Regions from separate parts of the Triticum aestivum genome. Here region 2 is linked to region 1. Evidence: chromatin contacts called from public Hi-C data. All regions are on one chromosome and are shown on one strand. The core of a region is the stretch at or near the end of the contact, and the rest is flanking DNA. Distances in the headings are between cores, read along the strand shown.

Region 1 (5,059 bases), core at 263-2,762:
TACTGGTGCCGGTCATGACATAATCATAAATAAAATCCAAGCTGACCCACTGGTAGGAGGCAGAACTAACAACTGCAGCAGATGGCGACATTGGTTCAGATTTTGATCAGTTGCGTCACCTTTGCTCTTGAAAATAGGGAACAAAAATCTATGTTCATTCTTTTATTTTGTCTTTTAGTATTGTGCTCCCCTTTATGATGAATGGATTTGTATATCCTTCCGACATCCTTCAAGAAATTGTCGGCGGTTCATTGTCGGGATGCTGTGTTTTTCCTTGTCGGCATGCTGGGAACAACGCAGGTTTCCTAAAATGGTGCTAATACTAATTCTCTCCATAGCTATAGTTGGAGCTGAAGACACCCTCTGTTCACTAATGTATGACATTTTGGGAGTTTAAATTCAACTACCAAAATGTCGTGAACAGAGTATATTATACGGAGTAATAAACTGTGTGATAGATAGGCTAAAAATAGAACAGGGGTTTAGTGATATAAAAACTGATGTGTTACATTTGGCCACTATAAATTCTTTGTGCAAGTTAAAGATGGTGAGTGGTGACACCATGCCATCATATCTTGCTTGTCATGTCAAAATTATAGTTTTTATTGATTACTAATTTTTTTCTTATATTATAAACTATATGACATTGTGTAAACAGTTTGTACTTCCATGTTCGTTTTTGTGGACTTCTATGTTTTAGGTTGCAAAGTACTCCATCCTGAAATCCTGGAACCGTCACTAAGTACAGTGTGTCAGTGTGCAAGGATGCAGAGCAGGACACTCGTCAGACCCATCTTGGACTTGGACATCCACCAGTCCACCTCCCACTGAGATGTTACCAAGATTGACTGATTGAGCTAAAAATGGCAAAGCAGCCTTCCGCTTCAAAGATCCAAACCCCACAGACGGAATCACCAGCTCACTGAATCTTGCTTCCAGGTAATGTTCTACCACATCTAAATCCAAGACCCCAAATGTCTGAGGCCTAATTCGGTAACCGGAAGACAGGGGCCACCGGAGAGATCCCATCTTCGAAGCGGGATCTGGGTGCGGTGCCGGTGCGGGAAGAGGGAGGCTGGCGGCCGGTCATACCTTGCGCTTGATCTCATGGAGGGGGGTCTCGGCGTCCTCGACGTCGGGCACGAAGGCGGGCGGCACGCGGCCCGGGTCGCGCGTGACGACGAGGCCGTAGGCGGCGACGCAGGCGAGCGCGAGCGTGGTGTAGGCCGCGACGTTGGCGACCCCGGCCGCCGTGGCGAGCCCCAGCCACGCGGGGATCGCGAGGAACACCGCGGTGTAGTAGACGTACCCGATCGCGGCGAGCACCGAGATTATCGGCAGCGTGACGTACCCCGGCCGCCCCGCCATCCGAGCAGCCTGGCCGCGGGAGGGCCGAGAGCGGCGCCGCGCAGCGAGCTAACCGAAGCAAAGCAAGCAGCTTGCTGGCGTCTGACGGGGAAAAGGGCGTGCCGGGTCGGTGTGGGTGCGATGTGATGGTGGCAGGCGGTATAGCGGCGAGTGAGACGCGGGCTGCGGTTGGTAGGCAGGTGGACGTCCGGAGCGCGGTGCGGCGCCGTGCGGTCCATGTGGTTGCCGGGGAGGCGTCCGGCTTTGGCTCGCGTAGCCGTCACGGCTGCGGCCTTTGCAATCAGAGTAAAATCATCCTAAATGATAAGTGTCACCAGATGCATGGCATTTTGGTTCTACGTTTTTTATGATAATTTCAGTCACGTGAGGTCGACAATTTCCAGTGACGTACGGCAATTTTAGTGTCACATGTGAGATGAGTGTCACATGTGAGATGCATGGTATTTTGGTTTTGATGTTTTTTATGACAATTTCAGTCACGTAAAGATGACAATTTCTAGTGACATATGGCAAGTTTCTGTTAAAAATAAGCTCACGCACGAAAGTTGTCATGTTTGGCAACTAAAGTTGTCATCCTCGTGTCACTAAACTTATCGTCAAAAACGTTCGGAGTTGTCATATGCTTGTACCTTATGTATGGCACTTATCAAGGTCCTCACGTATTTGAGGCGCACATTTCCTCCGTTCTTGAGCGCTCGGCCAAGGTCATTTTGATTGCCTGTTTTAGGGGTTTTGGTTGCCCTTCTGACCAATGAAGTTTGAATGCCAAACCTTTTTTTTTGCGGGCTCAACACTTGTATTACTCATTCAAAGTATCATTACAATCTTCAGCAACTATCTCCAAAACTTCTGGAGGACCTGACCCTAACCAAGTCATAGTCCTATTATTAATACGACCAAAAGCAGCTAACTTGTCGCTCGCTTTATTTTGCGAACGATCGACATGAGTAATACAAGTTTGATGTAGATTCAATAAAAACCTAATCTCATTCACTAAGGAAGAATATATTGAGCGATCCGTGCTCCCACATGTGATCATGGACACCGCAACCGAAGAATCCATCTCAATTTCGATCGCATGTACTTTGCGTTGAATCGAAGAAGATAAACCCTCCATACAAGCACATAGCTCAGCCTCCAACGCATCCCTGCATGAATACAAAGCTCTGCAAGCTGAGAAGATAATCTTCCCTGAAGAATCCCTCAAAATCATACCCGCACCAGCATCTTCGTTCGAACCAAAAGCACCATCAGTGTTCAGTTTAGTCCAGCCTTGGCTCGGTTTGGTCCAGCCAAGCGACTTGGTCACTTGTATAACCGGCTGCCCTCCCGTGTCCATGTTGATATAAGATTTACCTTTAACAGGATCGGCACCATTATCATGTTTGATTGCCATTAGTGACTCCAAGTAGCTCCGCAGGAATCTGACAGACACGTCCATTGGCGGGGCCGGTTTGTGGTGCACCACTTCATTACGTACGAACCAGCTTCTCCAGAAAATCATTAGCAGCATACATCTCTCCATCTCAATCCTTGGAGCTAAAACTTGCAATAACCACTCCTTCCCACAATTGGCTATCGATTGTAGATTAGGGAGTTTCCAGACTTTTGCCATTTCCATATATAAATCCCGACCGAATTGACATCTTAAAAACGGATGAAAATTGTCCTCAGTCTCAAGGCCACAAACTGCGCATATACTGGTAGTTTCAAGCCCTATCTTATGTTTATTCTTCCATGTTGGCAATCCATCAGTTGCAACTCTCCATGCAAAGTTTGAAACAGTCGGCGGTGCTCCACAATTCAATATGAACTTCCAACAACTCCTCGCTCCCGATGGCGACGAGCTAGAAGATGCAGCATTTGCCCTGCGTGTTTCATCGAAAGCCAAGTGGTAGGCACTCTTCACAGAGAAGACACCCGACCTGTCCGGACCCCATGCAATCACGTCCTCTCCGCGCCTCGGGGAGGCTCTGATCTTTAAGATTTCCACCACATCTGCTTGGACGAAATACTGATTGAGTGTCTGTATCTTCCAAGACCCATTGTCATTTAGTAGGTCCGAGACATACCGGATGCGGCATAATCCCTGTCTAGAGATATAGGTTTATAGGAGAAAGGACGTGGGATCCAACTATCTCGCCACACCCTAATGCTTCTCCCATTGCCCACTATCCAAATTAATCCTTTCTTCAATAGATCCAAGCCATGGCTAATAGCCTGCCATGAGGACGAAGCGTTCCCAGTGAACACCATATCTTCGATCTTTCCATTAGGGTAGTATTTAGATTTGAGCAACCGGGCACAAAGGCTATCTGGTCTAGTAATAAGCCCTCCAAGCCTGACGAGCTAGGAGGGCTTGGTTAAAAAGACGAAAATCCCGAAAGCCAACACCTCCCTTATTTTTCGGTTGCATGAGATGATCCCAGCCCTTCCAATGTACCTTCCTCTTACCCTTCTCCGCACCCCAATAGAAATTCCTCACCATCCTAGTGAGATCATCACAGACTGAGAACGGCAGTTTAAAAACTCCCATTATGTATGTGGGCAAAGCTTGGGCGACTGACTTAATGAGCATCTCCCTCCCCGGCTGAGCTAGGTATCCATCCCCCCACTGAACTAGCCTTTTGGTAAGACTTGTTTGGAGGTTTTGAAACTTCCCTTTAGACATGCGACCCTCGGGTGTGGGTAGACCCAAATACTTCTCCTCAAAGACCAAGCTTGTAACTTGTAGAGCATCCCTAACTTGCTCTTGAACCGGGACCGGGCAAGCTTCACCAAAGAACATAGAGCACTTGTCATAGTTTAGACTTTGACCCGCAGCCGAACTGTATAGATCTAGAGAGGCTTTAACCTGCTTAGCTTGATCCCTCGATGCCTTGAAAAACAGCAGCGTATCATCTGCAAACAACAAATGTGATATACCCGGTGCTCTCCTACAGATTTTAACTGGTACAATATCGCCAGCCTGCACCCTAGACTTCAGAATAGTTGAGAGTCCATCTGCAACAAACAGAAACAAGAACGGAGAGAGTGGGTCTCCTTGCCGTAGCCCTCGAGACGGTGCGAATGAATCCAGGAGAGTTCCATTTAATTTTACTGAATACCTCACCGATGTGACACACGCCATTATCCAGTCAATCCACCGCTGAGAGAACCCTAACCTTTGCATCACTTGCTCCAAGAAACCCCAATCCACCCGATCATAAGCTTTTGAAAAATCCAGCTTATAAGCACAAAAACTCTTTGTAGGATCTTTCGCTTGTTTAATATAGTGTAAACACTCGAACGCAACCAGAGCATTATCCGTAATCATCCTGCCTGGTATAAAAGCACTCTGCTCCACAGAGATTATGTCTTCCAATAAAGGGCGTAACCGATTTACTAAGCACTTGGAAATTACCTTATAGGTCACATTACAGAGACTGATGGGTCTATAGTCCGACATTCTCGTGGGATTGGATATTTTTGGGATAAGCACAATTGACGTTGCATTCACTCCCTCTGGCATACATCCAGTGCTAAAAAAATCCCTAACAGCAGCAATCACACTCTCCTTCACCACACTCCAGTTACGTTGAAAAAACCGCGCGGGAAATCCATCCGGGCCTGGAGCCTTCAAAGGCCCGATCTGAAACATTGCATCCGATATCTCCTCATCCGTGAAAGGAGCACACAGCCTTGCATTATC
Region 2 (4,758 bases), core at 1,236-3,735, 460 kb after region 1:
TTTTTGGCACAATTCCGTAAATATGTGGTTCCTGCAAACCTTGCCTGAAGTGTCGATGTTTTTTGCAATTCACTTAAAAAAAAAGTTAAACGAGAGATGACTGCTCCTACACTGATCGAGTCACAGGCTCCTAGCCATTACCTGGTCCGATTTGAACGATCTCCTCCTTTGCCAATGGGTACGTAGTGCATCTCAATGTTCGAAACTTACAATTTACTGCTCGCATATTTCATACAACACGCCATCCTTTGTCCATAGACATAGGCCAGACATAGCAGCGGTCACATTCCATGGCACGATGTTCTAAACTTACCCCTCACTGCTGCCTGTCCATATACTTTTTCCATGTTACAGTAGTACTAGAACGGAATCCTTATCATATGGCGCGACACAAAGCACCCTGTTTTGCGACGCTCGATGCAGCTTTGCGCATTTTGTCAAATCAAATTCAAACAAGGCAGAAAGGAGACGACTGACTATAGTCGTAAACAAATATACCTATCTAATACGAGTGGAACCTTCTTGCGGTAGGTGTATTAGTAATCGTCGCGACAAACCCGTGTCGGTCCGCTTCTTTATCACCGGTGTCGGCAGGCAGCCCACGATCGCAGCTCTCCTGAACATTCCGCTTCTGTTCCGCCATGACTGCGAAGGTGCTCGCCACTATTCCGTTTTCCCGGACGAAAGCGTCTCCAGGTGGCACCGCCGTCACGTGCCTTTCGGAGGGGACGAGACGGTACCCCAACCTGCCGTCACTGATGCTTCGTGTCTGTACCTCCAGTCCAGCATGCGCGGTTGATGCCTGTATGAATCGTAGGTTGCATATAGCACATCGATTCGAGGCGACTCGACACGGCGATGTTGATGCTGCACCAGAACTTATCCAGGTTGCGAAGGACGTCAAAAAAGCGCAGAGAGAGGGAGCTTCCAGGTAGATAGATAGGTTCATTGCCATATTTACATGCAAACCTGTCAGCTCGATCAGTCTAACAACGGAGAAAGGTGGCACGTACGTACTACTGCTAATTTACACCGTGGATGGTTAACGCCAAATCTCGTCAGAGCAGGAGGCCGAGGCGCTCGCTGGCCACGTCGCAGCGGACGGGCGCCAGGCCGACGCGGCCGCGCTCCAGGTCGTACTCCACCCACACGTTCATCTGGTGGTGGTGCCCGATCACGTACGCCATGATGGGCACCATGTCCGCGTTGCCGAACGTCAGGCACCACACGCCGTCGCCGCCGCGCCGCTCCCCGGGGACCTTGTACAGCAGCCTGTCCCCGGCCACCGCCATCTCCGCGCCGTTGAACAGCAGCGTCACGCTCGGGAGCCTCGCCGCCGGCGGGGTCCGCCCCTGGGGCACGCGGAAGCACGTGTCGAACGCCTCCTGGAACGCGAAGCTGGGGTCGTCGAGCGCGGGCAGGAGGGGCCTGGCCTGTCGCGTGAACTCGGCTTTCAGTGCCGAGTAGGCGTCGCCGAGCAGGAAGGTGAACTGCGTGCCGGAGTCCACCATGGTCTGCCCGGCTCCGGTGTGGTCTGGCGCGAGCACCGACGCCGGGATGGGCAGGTGCTTGGCGCCGACGCGGATGCCCAGGAGCTGGACGGAGTAGGCGACGCGGTCGAAGTAGGGGAGCGGCAGGGCCGGCTGGTACAGGGGCGTGTAGTTGAGCGGCAGGAAGGTGGGCAGGTCGCTGTGGCCCAGGAGCAGCACGCCGGCGTCGTCGCGGTCGGAGATGCAGTAGGAGAAGCGCCGGGTGCTGGCCTGCGAGACGAAGGAGAGGGCGCCCCTGTTCATGCCCAGCAGCCCGGCGCTCGCCACCCCGTCCGGGGAGGAGTCGAACGCGGAGGCCATGCAGCCGAACGCCGCGCGCAGCGGCGGCCCGCCCCCGACGGCGAAGACGTCCGTCGCGAGCGCGCCGTCGGAGGAGGACCCGTCCGCGTAGGAGAGCGACACGCTGCACCGGCTCGACGCGCCGTCGCAGGCCGGCGGAGACGGCAGGTCGCGGGAGCGGCACTGCGCGGAGGCGCAGGGCACGGCGGCGAAGGTGGCCGAGGCCCTCGGCCGAAAGGACGTCGCGCTGTACTTGTTCCTGGCGCCGCCCGCCGGCGCGCAGAGCAGCCAGGACAGCTCGCTGCCGGTGTCGAGCACCATGGTGACGTTCTGCGGCGGCGTGCCGACGGCGAGCGAGACGGTGAGGCTGACGTTGTGGTGGAACCGCAGCTTGCTGGGCTGCCGCGGCAGCGCCCTGGCCGGCATCTGGCGCGCCCGCAGCGCGAAAAGCTGCGGCCTCGCCCCCGCCTCGGACGGCCACGGCGCGGCAAGCAGGACGAACAGGACGAAGACGAGCAGCGGGGGAGGCATGGCGGTGGTTGGGATGGGAGCAGGCGAAGGCCGGGACCTACGCGTGCATGTGAATGCTTGTGTTGTTGGATTCCGGTGTGGGGTTTTGGTTCGGGGTGGATTTTATGGGGTGGCGACGCGAGCGCGCAGTGGCGAGTGGAGGGACTGAGATCCAGTGCCTTTATCAAGTGAAGTCATGCTGCAACTTTACCCTGGTAATCTCCATCCAATCCACATCCTACGGTCCAGATCACACAAGGGAAAAGGCTCTCAACACTTAGCAGTTTTCAGGATAGCAGCAAACATCAATAAGCTGCAAACAACGATGCAGTGGCACTTGAACTCAGTTTTATTTGAACAGATTGAAATCCAAAAAATAAAGAACTGCAGATACTCATGAGCAGACTATAAAACAAAATTTGGTTTGGTTATACAGTAGTGCATATGCAATCAAAGTGGAATAAATCAATTGCAGTTGACACTAAATCCAGTAGAACTTGATATTAAAAGGCTGCAGCGCATAATGTCCGAATGCTACAGCAATAAGTGTCAATGTTGAGTAATCATCTATACAAAAACTATGCTGAAAACTGCTAAGTGTTGAGAGCCTTTCCCCTTGTGTGATCTGGACCGTAGGATATGGATTGAATGAAGATTAGAAGGGTAAAGTTGCAGCATGACTTCACTCGATAAAGGCACTGGATCTCAGTCCCGAGTGGAGTGGAGTGGTGGTGACGACTGACGGACGGAAGGGAGGCCGCGGGGGGTCACTGTCGCAGGGAGGCAGCCGGGGTTCTTTGCACCTGTCGTCTTCTATCTTTGGAACCACGGAGCGCCAGCTGGGTGGTCAGAGACATTTTAAGTCGGAGTACGCGCCAGTGCTGAGGTTTTACTGCAGCAGTAATAACGCGTGCAGTACTAGCACAGTATCTACGGAGTAATTGGAAAACTTTTCGTGGAAGCTCACACGGTCGGATTCTCTGGACCGGTAGGCCTCCTCTATTTTCAGTCAAATTTAAACGGCCGATTTAACCATGATGTTATGAGCTACTCCATTCACTTTAAGATATTTCAGTATGTTGAAATGAGTGAACAAACACACTAAAATGCGTTTATATACCTTTGAGTTGAAAAAAGTTACTCTCTCTGACCCATATTAATTGTCGCTGATTTGTTATGGACTTCCGGTGTTGTACTAGCTTTTTCATGGAGTATCTACGGTGCAATTGAAAAAAAATCATGGGAACATGAGTTAAAATTTGACCACCGATTTAACCAGAGAAATATAAGTTATGTTCCATAGAATGTATACCATTGAAGACATGTTTCAAATGCAAACCCCATGGTCTAATGGTATAACTTTTGGGCATATGGCTCATACTTTTTTAACCCGAATTACACGGGTCCTCTTTAATCTAGACCGGAGGGATAACTTTTCTTTAGAGAAAAGGCATACGCCCGACTTTATAAAGTCATCAGGCAGAGTCCCAACACCAAACAACAGGTTTCAGCAACGAAAGGCAGAGAGTACGAAAGGCATTACTGGTGGCACGCAGGCCAGGTAACTGTGGCACGCAGGCCAACAACCTACAAAGCCTAGAAAAGTCAGGAGCAACAGGCGAGTATCCGAACATCAGTTGACGCCATGAGGCTGGGCCAGAGAAGAAGCAGAAGATCGCACCCTAGATATCAGCAACTCCAGTGCGGCCCGATCAGCATACTTAGTCAATGATTTCCACTACTGCAAGAAGATAATCATTTTGAAAAAGCAATCAGCCGGCCTGTTAGGGAAAATACTTTCAATATTGAATTTATTTCTAGTAGTCCACATTGCCCAACATAGCGCCGAGGACCCCACCCAGAAAATACGTCTGTGCTGCCCCACAAGGCCCGCAGCCAGCGGCCATAGCTTAACAAAGGAGGTAGGGTCCCATGAGACCGCCATCCAAGATCAAATACAACACCAGGCCAACCTTGCCAGGACGCACCCAAAAAAGATGTGATTCGAGTCCTCAAGAGCCAAGCAGAGAGCGCAATGGACCGAGCCGGGGCCATTGCGACCATTACGTTTCCAGATTTGGTCGGGCGCCGGGAGTTTGCCTCTGGTGGCTTGCCACATGAAGATCTTGATTTTGGGCGGCACCCTAGCAAGCCACACTGGTTTAAATCTATTGGTGGGGAGACTAGAAATCAACCGCAAGTACAGGGATTTTATCGAGAATCTACCACAAGAAGTGTGAGGCCAGATGACAGAATCCCCTTCCTCCGAGAGCATCAGGAAGCAGGCAGCAAGAAGATGCCACTGTCCCAACTCTTCAGGAGAGAGGGATCTTTTGAAACCCAGGTCCCAACCCACGCCAGAGAGCTCAGAGATTGAGATCTTCGGATCTGGACAATAGGAAAACAAAACAAGGAACGA

The links. Hi-C and Micro-C count contacts between places; a contact is called where the count stands out from the background.
Region 2: a contact with region 1 is called in a Hi-C map of leaf, with 5 times the contacts expected there. The contact joins the promoter of LOC123079734 here to the promoter of LOC123079731 in region 1. A contact is called at or near these places in 3 of 5 Hi-C or Micro-C datasets (all in leaf).

What each region holds. Positions count from the first base shown.
Region 1 is chr3D:467,074,201-467,079,259 of IWGSC CS RefSeq v2.1, forward strand. It overlaps LOC123079731 (probable protein S-acyltransferase 16), which reads right to left and starts at 1,513. Exons shown (of 7, transcript XM_044502526.1): 1 at 1,093-1,513. The coding sequence starts at 1,368.
Region 2 is chr3D:467,534,400-467,539,157 of IWGSC CS RefSeq v2.1, forward strand. LOC123079734 (aspartic proteinase PCS1) reads right to left here and starts at 2,486. Exons shown (of 1, transcript XM_044502529.1): 1 at 926-2,486. The coding sequence starts at 2,360. The coding sequence ends at 1,059.